3 separate regions of the Zea mays genome follow, and regions 1 and 3 are each linked to region 2. The links are chromatin contacts, called in public Hi-C maps. All regions are on one chromosome and are shown on one strand. Each heading gives the region's core, a stretch centred on a gene start, on an enhancer-like site or on the middle of the called end of the contact. The rest is flanking DNA. Distances are from core to core; before and after follow the strand shown.

Region 1 (3,572 bases), core at 613-3,112, 350 kb after region 2:
TTCGCGTTCATCACGTCTCGACAAGCTCACAGTTTGCTGACATCTTCACTAAGAATGATCCCTCCTTATTGTTCTCGAAGTTTTGGTATAGTCTCAATGTCTGTCGTGGCTACAGTTTCGCCTGTGGGGGTGCTAGATTGTGTCTTTTCTGTCTAAATATAATGGACCTAGAGCCCAGTCCATGTAACCTGATATATATGGAATACTCGGCCCACTCAAGAGTTGATTTTTACCCCATCCAATACTAAACAAACTGAGAAATATAGGAACAAGTATAACACGGAAAGACAGTAAACCAGCCTTAATTTCCAATGAAAATGCATGCAGCCTTCTAAGTTTTAATGTCAGTTTCATCCAACAATAACAAATTAAATCTATATGTGAGATAACGGGTTAGAGCCCAAAAATAATTAGTATGAGCAAGACCATGTTTTCATGGTCAAAATGTATGGCAGGGGACCACAATAAGAGATAAGGGAGGCAATGCCTACACAAATGCATGCTCACTTGCCCTTACATCTTTCTCAAGAAATGATTCAACTTCAATTCCAATCAGCTTTGATAAAAATATCCTAATAACAAGGCTAGCATTCCATTCTTATGATAAACCTTATCTCACTGAAACGTTATTAAAAATTTACTGTAAAAGCAACAGTCAAACTTTATGCATAGATAAAAATTTGGATCAGTAAATCTTGAATAAACAGCCTGAATACATTCTATGAACAATTAAGATCCATTTTACGGTAACGAATTATATTGGTAAAATTTCGCAAACAAGACAAGCATTCCATCAAAATTAAAAGTCCAACTAAAATTGTATGCATACAGAAAATGAGGTAGAAAAGCCATCGGTACCAAAGGAACTTAGATCCTTTACCTAATAGAGTGAGCAAAACCATGCTGCTTAGCTTGAAACCCTACGAGAGTAACTTGAACCTTGAGGTATAAACCATTCCTTCATATACACCAACAAACAAGTAAAAAAACAATTACATCATATCAGCTTCCCGATAGCTAAAAGCAAAATGCCAAAATCTTAAATCACTTAAAAAAGCTAAACTCAGCGCTTGCCAACATCAGATATACATACTGGACGAAAGACACTTCCTTAGCATCAATATCGTCAGTGATCCTGCATCTCATGAAAAAATGTCACATACTGTACAGCCTCAGCGCTGCATCTAGCGAAAGCATGAAACACTAATCGCGAGTTCGGGACTCACCACCGCATGAGCGCGATCTGCCCGGTGCCGTCATCGAGCGTGAATGACACGCCAGCCTCCATGTTCATCACGCTCACCGCCCTCCCCAGAAGCCAAACCTACACGCGCGAGTTGGGGGATTTTCCCAGAGCAATACCGAAGTAAGCGAGCCCGCACGGATACAGCTCTGGGGGGTCCGAGGCTCGGGGGCTTACATTGGTGGCGTCGACGCCGTCAATAGAGATGACAGGGTCGCCACCACTGGTCGCATCAGCGGCGGCGAAGGAGCGGGCGATGTGGCGCACGGTGGTGGGAGAGCATCCGGAGCAGCGGGGGTCACGCGACTGCAATCGGAGCGGCGGACGGGGTTAGCGATTTAGGGCTCGGCGAGAGAGAGGGGGGGGGGGGGGGGGGGGGGGGGGCTGGAAATCAGTCACGAGGAATCGAGATTACGAACAGACCTTAGCCAGAGAAGGGGTGGCGACGGCGGAATTGTCAGGCGCCGCGGTGGCTCGCTGAGACGGCAAGATGGTCGGCCCGGTGAAGTAGGAGGCCGCGGCGGCCATCGTGCTCGCGTCGGCACGGGTACGGTACTGCGGTTTCGGTGGGGACGGTGACGACGAAGGGATTTTGATCGAGTGGAGTGTCGGCCTGTGATGGCGCCGTGGCGGCAGTCGTTTGAGCGGGAAAAAATGGCTTGGGTGCCCTCCCGCAGGCCGCTGCTAAGTGATTTCGGCCTGGCGTGCGTGCTGTGACCGTAGGCCCTTGGCCCGGTTCGGGGCGGCCGATATCCTCGTCCCCGCGGAGTCCAAACAAAGGCCCAACAAGTAAAGACGGTAGAGAGCTGAGGCCTGCCTGACTGACCTAAGCGCCAACGTCAGAACCAAACGCGGCCCCCTTGCCCTCTCCTACTTCTCCTCCCCCGCCCCGCCGCCATTCCCCCCCCACTCTTCACCACCGCAGCGCCGCCGCGTACAAGGCGATTAGGCGAAGCTGCACCGGAAGGAGAAGGAGAGAAGCGAGAGTCTCCCCAGCCAGAGCAAGCCGAATCCGAAGCTAGCGGAGAGGAGAGAGGGCTGAGTGAGGATGCCGACGGTTACCTGCAACGCGTGCAACGCGGGGTTCGACGACGAGGAGCAGCAGCGGCTTCACTACCGCTCTGAATGGCACCGTTACAACCTCAAGCGCAAGGTAACGTCGCCCCCTCCGCATCCTACTTTCTGCCGCTAGCGAGTTCTAGGTATTAGGTATTTAGGTTCATCGGTTCATGCGGCATGACTTGTGACTAGAATGAGAGGAATTGAGGATTAAGACACTCCGGTATCGGGATTTTGGGTTTCTTAACAGGTAAGGCCTTTGAATGTTTGCAAAACATCAGCCTCTGCACCTGAGCCTTGTAGTTTTTTTTATGATTTCGTGATGTTTGTATGTGAATAACTAGAGGTACTACTGTGGATTTCTAATTTCTAAAATTGGGTCCGTGAGATACTTGAAGAGTTCCAGTTCAGTCATGAAATAATTAGATTAAGAAACAACATGATATTTTCATATTCTTATGAACAAAAAAACAAACATATATTGGTAAATTTGTGTGCTGGTTATAATTGGGATTACGTGTTTAGAACTGTTCAACTTCTTCTTGTCTGTTTTATTATGTTATTGCTTCCTTGCGTTGCGTGTTGAACTTCAGTCATGTTTTGTTTTGATATGTAAATTCTTCAGGTGGCTGGAGTTCCTGGTGTCACAGAGGCTCTGTTTCTGGCTAGGCAAGCTGCTTTGGCGGAGGGGAGCAAGCCTGCTAGCACCCCAATGCTTTACAGCTGTGCTCTTTGTGGAAAGGAGTACAGAAGCTCGAAAGCTCACGAGCAGCATCTTAACTCGCGATCACATCTTTTGAAAGCCTCTCAGGAGCCCAATGCCTCTATTGCTGGTATCACGATAGTCAAGCCACTTCCTGAACGAGTCTCACGAAGAGCTCCATCTGCAGTAGAGGAGGATCAAGACGACGATGAGGAAGAAGAGTGGGTTGAAGTTGACCCAAGTGAGATGGAGTTGGCTGATGAGTCTACTTCAAACATGCAAGAAGATGAGCACTCCTCAAAATCAGATGATGACATGGATGACCTTGAAGAGTTGGATATCTCGTCGTGTTTCATGTGTGACCTCAAGCATGACACCATAGAAGACTGCATGGTCCATATGCATAAGAAGCATGGGTTTTTCATACCTGACAGTGAATACTTGAAGGATCCCAGTGGTCTTCTTACTTATGTTGGACTGAAGGTATACATTTTTCACCAGTGTAATATCGAATGCCATATGTGTGCAAGCATGCTGTTTAATCTTCACGTTGAATTGGTTATCCTA
Region 2 (3,166 bases), core at 55-2,554:
GACTTGATAACAAATATTTGTCAGATCCGCACTTGGTTCTGCTTTAGTGTTTTCATCCAGCAGATGCTTAGGTTTGAATACAAGGTTTCTCAATACAAGGTTTGAATACTACACTTTTCTGTATCAGGGTGCTTTCTCAATACAAGGTTTGAATACTGCACTTCTCTGTATCACATTCTAGCGTCCTAAATCCTAGGAGACCTTAGTTGAGGTACAAGCAGAGCTACTATATTGCATCTGAACATATAGTCCAAGTTCAGGGGGTTCACCAATTTACTTGCCAAGCTCCACTGAATGCTCAAAAAAAATGCTTAACAAATGAAGCAATAAAGTGAAGCATAGCAAGATTGAAGATACAGATTCTTAAGTACTTCCAAGTCCAACGAGAATACTAATCATCCAAGGCAAATAATAATCCACCTAAATCAATGTCCAGTCATATTACACAGCAACGAACTGAGGATGGAAGGCCCGTACCATCCGCACGGACTGCAGGACTTTCCCGACAAACTCGAACACCTCGGAGTCCCTGAAGGTCCCCTGCATATCTTCGTACCCCTGCTCCGCCCCCATCGCCAGCTACCCCCAACACCTCCTCACGGGAAGAATCTCAGCAATGGGATCTACAGAAACCACAGAACGAATCAAGACGAATCCGTGGACGAAGTGGAGAGAATTCGGGAGAAGGCGATCCGGGACAGGGACCGGCTGTCAGTGGCGGACGATGCGCCAAAATCAAGGTGTTACTAACGCGGAGCCGTGGAGCTTTGTGCCGGAACCCCAGCGGGGAACAGGAGCCGAGCGGGGCGGCTGGACCTGGGCAGGGGCGCGGCCGCGCGGGGCGGGGCGGAGCTCGGCACCTCGGCCTGAAGGCGGGTCCGCGCTTCCGCGAGAGGAGCTCCTCTGCTCGGCGCCCGCGGCGAGGAGCTCGTCCAGTCGTCCTGCCGAGCGGGCGGGCGGCCTGGGCGGAGCTCGGGTAGGCGGCGCCTCAGCCTGGGCGCGGGCAGGTCCGGTCGGAGCTCACGGCTGCCCGGCGCCGGCGGTCCGGGGCGACGGAGCTCGGAGGCGCGGCGTGGAGGCCTGGCGTGGCGTCGGCGGCTCGGCGGACGACGGGATGAGTCGCGTGGAACAGGATGCCTCCTAGGGTTAGGAATTACTACTATTTTTTATTTATTGATGATTGATGGTCTCCTGTTGCCTGTTGGATGGCTAGGGTTTTTGTGTGGGAGCGAGAGGGGGGCGCGTGTAGGACGCGAAGTTTAGGGCTCTTCTGGAATTACAGGAATCATATTCACAGAAAAATATAGAAAACGGGAAATTTTCCTGCAATACAACGGCCAGCGAAACTCGCGTATCCTAGACGGGTTCCGCCTCGCGTATCCTGGGCGGATAATTGCCCGTGATCCCTGTTCCGATCTTCTTATGGGCTAGGCCAACAGCGATCCCGAACCAAAACGGCCCCACCCGTAAATGGAACTAGGTAGTAGTTTATTTGGGCCAAACGATGATTTGGGCTTAATGGCTTTTGTTTTGTTCGTGATCAATCGAACGCCAGGTGTATTGACCATTTACAACTCTATTAGGGTTTGTTCGGTTATCTCTCAATCCATGTGGATTGAGTGGGATTGGGTGGGTTAAAATCTCAAATAAGTCAAACTCCTTCTTAATTTTTTCCAATCTCATCCAATCCATGGGTAACGGGATTAACCGAACAAGACCTTAGAGATAGACTACGACTACGGTTACACCCAGATTAAGGCCTTGGTTGTGTTTGGTTCCTTTAGTCACTTATTGATTAAAATATAGTCGCTAAAGTATCTCGTTTGATTACAGTGACTAAATCAGACTAAATAGCATTAATTGTTACTAGCTGAGTGTCCGTGTGTTGCAATGGGAATATATAATACCAGTATAGTATGATAATTTATATACAAAATGTGTGTTATATTGTTATGAGAAAATGTTTTAAAATCAATTTGTGATCCTAACCATACATAAATTTTGTTATTTTAATCTAGTCGTTTCACCACTACATTGCAACCATCAGTATCATGCAGACTTCGATATATGTCACGATTTGTATGGTCTCATCATTGGAGAGTACGTTCCACACATACCGGAAGAAATTTCCCCGTACATCGTTCGTCATCAGACACGCACCATCATACGCTCTTACTTAAACAAAAAGGTAAATATGTGTGTTTGCGAAGAGAATTAAACGCAGGCCGGCACAAAAGCTACCCTGACTAAATCAGACTAAAGAGCATTAATTGTTATGAATAATGATTGTATTACCTCTATTAATTAGTGGATGTTTGCTGCAAAAGAAAGTGAATAGAGCAAATAAGGTAAAAATGCTACTTCAGTCTCTTCATTCCCTTGATGGCTAAAGAACTAAAGTTTAGTCACCCCATTTTAGTCATTATGATTACTTATTTAGGGACTAAAAGTGACTAAACTTTAGGCACTAAACTTTAGTCACCTTAAACCAAACGGGACCTAATTCGTAGGAAGAAACGAAACCTCTCGAAGTGGATAGCTAAAAAGAAATGACAGAAAATGATTCTAAGATTGTTTCCTAGTTTACTTATTCCATCGGTTTCTTTATTCATGCATTCCGTTCATAATCTTATTTGTAGTCATATGCATCCATATACAACTGTTGTGCAATGATTTATCGTAACAGTTCGGAGCAGACAACCGCTCCTCAATTAATCTGAAGATTCTGAACGAACAACACTTTCATGTATCAGTTTTTCAGACAAGCAATATATGACCAATTTGTTGTCACAAGTCAAACACTACACTAGTGTTCATCGATCGGTCGTCGTAGCTCGGCAGGTGATCCATGTTGTAAACAACTAGAACAGGAGGCGCCCTTACGGGCGCCCTATCAACAGAGCGTCAGCCATATTGGCGTACCAGAACATTTTTAATTCCTATCTCCGAGATTCCAAATGTTCCATGCTTCAATGTTAACTGCCCTTGTCGCCATCATGATGCTTATTTTTCTCATAACGCGTTTCTTTTCACTAAAATGAGACTCGAGATAAAACTCAGGTTCACTTACACTTCTATCTTATGCACAGAACATAAAGAGTTTCCCAGCCTGGTTGCTTCATTTGCAACAAAACAAATCTACAACACTCTACCATTCTATTCAACA
Region 3 (3,620 bases), core at 186-2,685, 480 kb after region 2:
GATTTTTAAAATGTCTAGTTTCCAATATAAATCAGCGCACGTTTCATCATCTAGTCCTGGGAACAATAATGTGGACGACAAAAAAAACAAATCAGTGACAAAATAAAAAGTATTGAACGCCCATCATGGGGCTTCAACCCATGACCACAAGGTTAAGAGTCCTACACTATACCAACTGAGCTAGACAGACTTTATGATTATATAACCAAGCTCGGCGCCATAGATCTTGGCGCCGAGCTTGGTGCCACATCGGCGCCACGACGTTCGGGTTGTGCCAACGCAGCACGTACCTCGGCGCCATAGCCTATGGCGCCGAGCTGTGTTACCTCGGCGCCATAGGTTATGGCGCCGAGCAAAGGGTCCAAAAATGACATTAAAATTTTTTAGGGTCCAAACGTGATATTGTTTTCGATGAAGGGTTAAAATGCAAAAAATTCGGCCGAGCGGCATGCATGCATTGCCCTTGCATGCAGCCATGCAGGAGGATGGGTGGTGTGTGTGCGGGAGATAAAGATGAATCCTTTTTCCTTTGAGTAATCCACTTTGACCGGATCGGCGAACCCATGAACGTCTCCCGAGTTTTTTTTCAACCGCAGAAAATTCCATACCACTTTTCTTTAATCTTTTTCGAGAAACGAATGAAGAACAATAAATCCATCCTACTTAAAAATGCATACCACGTTTGCGTAGAGGGCAAATCGAAGACTGTCGCGTAGGACAGTTCGGCTAGGCCGGTAACCTGCCGACTTGATGGAGAGTTGATGCAGATCTGATCGAGCAACAACGTCGAGGTAGAGCGTGCTGATAACGTGTTGAGAACTACGTTACCACGGATCACCAGATCCGCTCTCTTCCCTCCCGTCAGCAGTAGAGGCGCAAGAAGCTGTAAAGAACCCGTCTCCCTTCCCATAAGCACGACAGAGGAAACACACGAGACACAAGATATAGGGTTGGGCCTCTGGCCTCTTTCTGATCTCTGTCTTATAAGGGGGTGTACATGTTCCTATATAAAGATCTGAGACCCTTCAAGGGTAAAGCAGATATTTGCTCACATAACCCTAATTAGGGTTACTTAACAACAGTAACATTGCTGCACTGCTACGCCTCTGGCCTCTGGGCGCCGTAAAAAAAAGTACTTATCCCTAACGCACAAGCCGTTTTCGTTCCACGGAAATAGGACTAATAGTTAGCAGTCCTTTCATTAATAATTAACAAATGTATTAGTAGATATATTTAGATTACTAAGGTTATTATTAGCTACCAGTCAATGAGTCAACTGAATGCACACCCTAGTCTATACGCGGACAGCTTTTTGTTCGTGCAAGGAACGGCTCGGTGGTTGCAAGGACATCGATCGCTTGCTGCTGCACTGCACCCTGCACGTACGCCTCCCCAGCCAACTCAGACCCGTCCAGACAACAATCTGCAGTCTGCACACAAACACTGGACAGAACATAGGATGAGAAGCGTTGTCAACACACAGACAGCGCGGCGCGCGGCGGTGGTGCCACATCAGCTGCCAGCCCGTCCACGCTAGCGAGACCCTGTGGCGCCGAGCGGCGTCACGGCACATGACGCCCAACAAGCCCTGTTCAGTTATAAGGGATGGAATCCCGCAATAGATTTAATATAGATCTGGATTAGATAAATCTATACCTCACATCTAATCATATAGTGGGATTAAGTCCATTATTTAATCAATGTATCTCTCAAAACTAGTTATTCTTTTATCCATGTATTCTAATATAAACTTGTGTAATATCTTCGTAGATTTGTTCCATACCTAACGAGATATGGATAGAACCTATATCTTCCATAGTTTAAATTTTTTTCAAACTCTTGGATTATAATTTATGATGGATTTTATCGAATAAAAATTCTGAGTGTGTTTGGTTTATTTTGGAGCATGGTTTATGACATGGATTTATTTCCAATTAATATTAATTCAGAGTTGGATTGGTGGAAACAAATAAGACTAAGGTCTAAAACTAGAAATAATTGCTTTAGAGTATTAAATATAAAATATCTTCGTAAAAAGGTCAAAATGAAAAAAAAATCGGCCAAGACACCGATGGACGCCAGCGTGCTGTACGAGATGGGTGCCAAGCTGCTCGACCACGCCGAGGACACGGCGCTCCGCCGCGGAGCAGCTTGACGACCCAGCCTAAGACCATCTCCAGCAATAGTCTCTAAATTTTACCTTTTAAAAATATTCTTTATCTTTTGCATATCACTCTAAAAATTTCGTCATCTATATCTTCATTCTCTTCAGTAACGTTCTCTATATCTCATTTCTATATATTTTTATTTTTCATTTTATCAACTGTATTAATTAAAATCATTGTTCTATCGTCCTCTCCATATAGGTCTCATCCATCTAGAGCCCGCCTCGTACTACTCCCACCTTGCTGTCCCGCAGCTTCAAAGTGATAGAGAAGCCTCTAAACATAGCGGATGAGAGACGAACTGTAAATTTTACTGTTTCATTTAGCGGATGTTGCTGGAGGGGTACCAAATACTGCTATACTCTAAATATGTCGGACAGAACTCTTTACAGAACCTTGTTGGAGAGAGCCTCACGGCCTAGGAAGCGGCGGCGGGTGGCTAGCTGCCTCTAAAAATATCCAAGCTTTCGCAACACTTCAATCCGGGTGATAAAACACCTAAAAAGCACATGAATTCTTTTGATAAAGGATGTTGCACACAAAATGTTACGAAATTTAGGTGATACAGGCTAACACCCATTGTATGCTACCACACAGATCTGCAAACTTTGGATACGAGGCTTGTTCAGTTACAAGATATGGAATCCCACAATGAATTTAATACAGATCAGCAAACTTTGGATACGAGGCAGACAAAACGCTCGCTAAGGCCTTGTTCGGTTATTCCTATTACCCATGGATTGGATGGGATTGGAAAAAATTAAGAAGGAGTTTGACTTACTTGGAATTTAAACCCACTCAATCCCACTCAATCCACATGGATTGAGAGCTAACCGAACAAGCCCTAAGTAGACGCCCCTGGACCCTTGTATGCTACTATTTTGACCCTACAAATTTCCTGAGGGCAATCCTATTTAGTATGAAATCCTTTTAGAAGTATCTAGTGGGTTAATTAAAAAAAATACAAGAGAGTATATTCTCTCATAGGTGTATGGTATATTTAGTCATTTCTAGATGATTCTCTATATACATTTTTTTAGGAATGTATCATATATGATTATCCATCGTCTTCTCATTTCTCATTATTTTTATTTGGTTTGTGGAATAGAATATGTTGATCCATCAACATCTCATTTTTTATAGTTAGTTAGTACTAATATGAGGAATGAGGTCATCCCACCAAATTTGAGAAAAAAAACTCATGATACACCACCCTAAATTGCAAATTGTATAGAGTGATTCCTCGAACCGAACACCCCCATAGTTTTTTAGCTATCACTTATACATAAAAAATTGAACCATAATAGTTGTATCATGTCATTTCTTGTCTTGTACATGAAAACCGATCCATATCCATGTACGTGAAAACCGATCCATATCCATTAATCCATGGTCTCAGGTTGCACGTGCCCTGACGAGGAACTGAACCTCCTCTCGATACGTTACGGTCAAGTA

The links. Hi-C and Micro-C count contacts between places; a contact is called where the count stands out from the background.
Region 1: a contact with region 2 is called in a Hi-C map of leaf, with 4 times the contacts expected there. The contact joins the promoter of LOC100285903 here to the promoter of LOC100272544 in region 2. A contact is called at or near these places in 6 of 25 Hi-C or Micro-C datasets (ear, endosperm, leaf and 1 more).
Region 3: a Hi-C map of ear shows a contact between it and region 2, with 1.6 times the contacts expected there. The contact joins the enhancer-like site here to the promoter of LOC100272544 in region 2. A contact is called at or near these places in 3 of 25 Hi-C or Micro-C datasets (ear, endosperm and leaf).

Annotation. Positions count from the first base shown.
Region 1 is chr5:54,512,077-54,515,648 of Zm-B73-REFERENCE-NAM-5.0, forward strand. It overlaps LOC100285903 (OB-fold nucleic acid binding domain containing protein), which reads right to left and starts at 1,863. Exons shown (of 10, transcript NM_001158792.2): 1 at 1,667-1,863; 2 at 1,421-1,549; 3 at 1,227-1,324; 4 at 1,094-1,135; 5 at 881-958. The coding sequence starts at 1,771. LOC100284880 reads left to right here and starts at 2,078. Exons shown (of 5, transcript NM_001157775.2): 1 at 2,078-2,396; 2 at 2,928-3,488. The coding sequence starts at 2,292.
Region 2 is chr5:54,163,385-54,166,550 of Zm-B73-REFERENCE-NAM-5.0, forward strand. LOC100272544 (RNA polymerase I specific transcription initiation factor RRN3 protein) reads right to left here and starts at 1,305. Exons shown (of 16, transcript NM_001359658.1): 1 at 752-1,305; 2 at 478-623. The coding sequence starts at 573.
Region 3 is chr5:54,640,251-54,643,870 of Zm-B73-REFERENCE-NAM-5.0, forward strand. No RefSeq gene overlaps it. Among protein-coding and RNA genes, the nearest start is that of LOC103626364, 13 kb to the right of the region's middle. Within about 2 kb of position 1,436, at least 17 of the 20 cell types and tissues checked have an H3K27ac peak or open chromatin away from gene starts, as enhancers often do. A contact at or near this core is called in ear, endosperm and leaf, where this site is marked.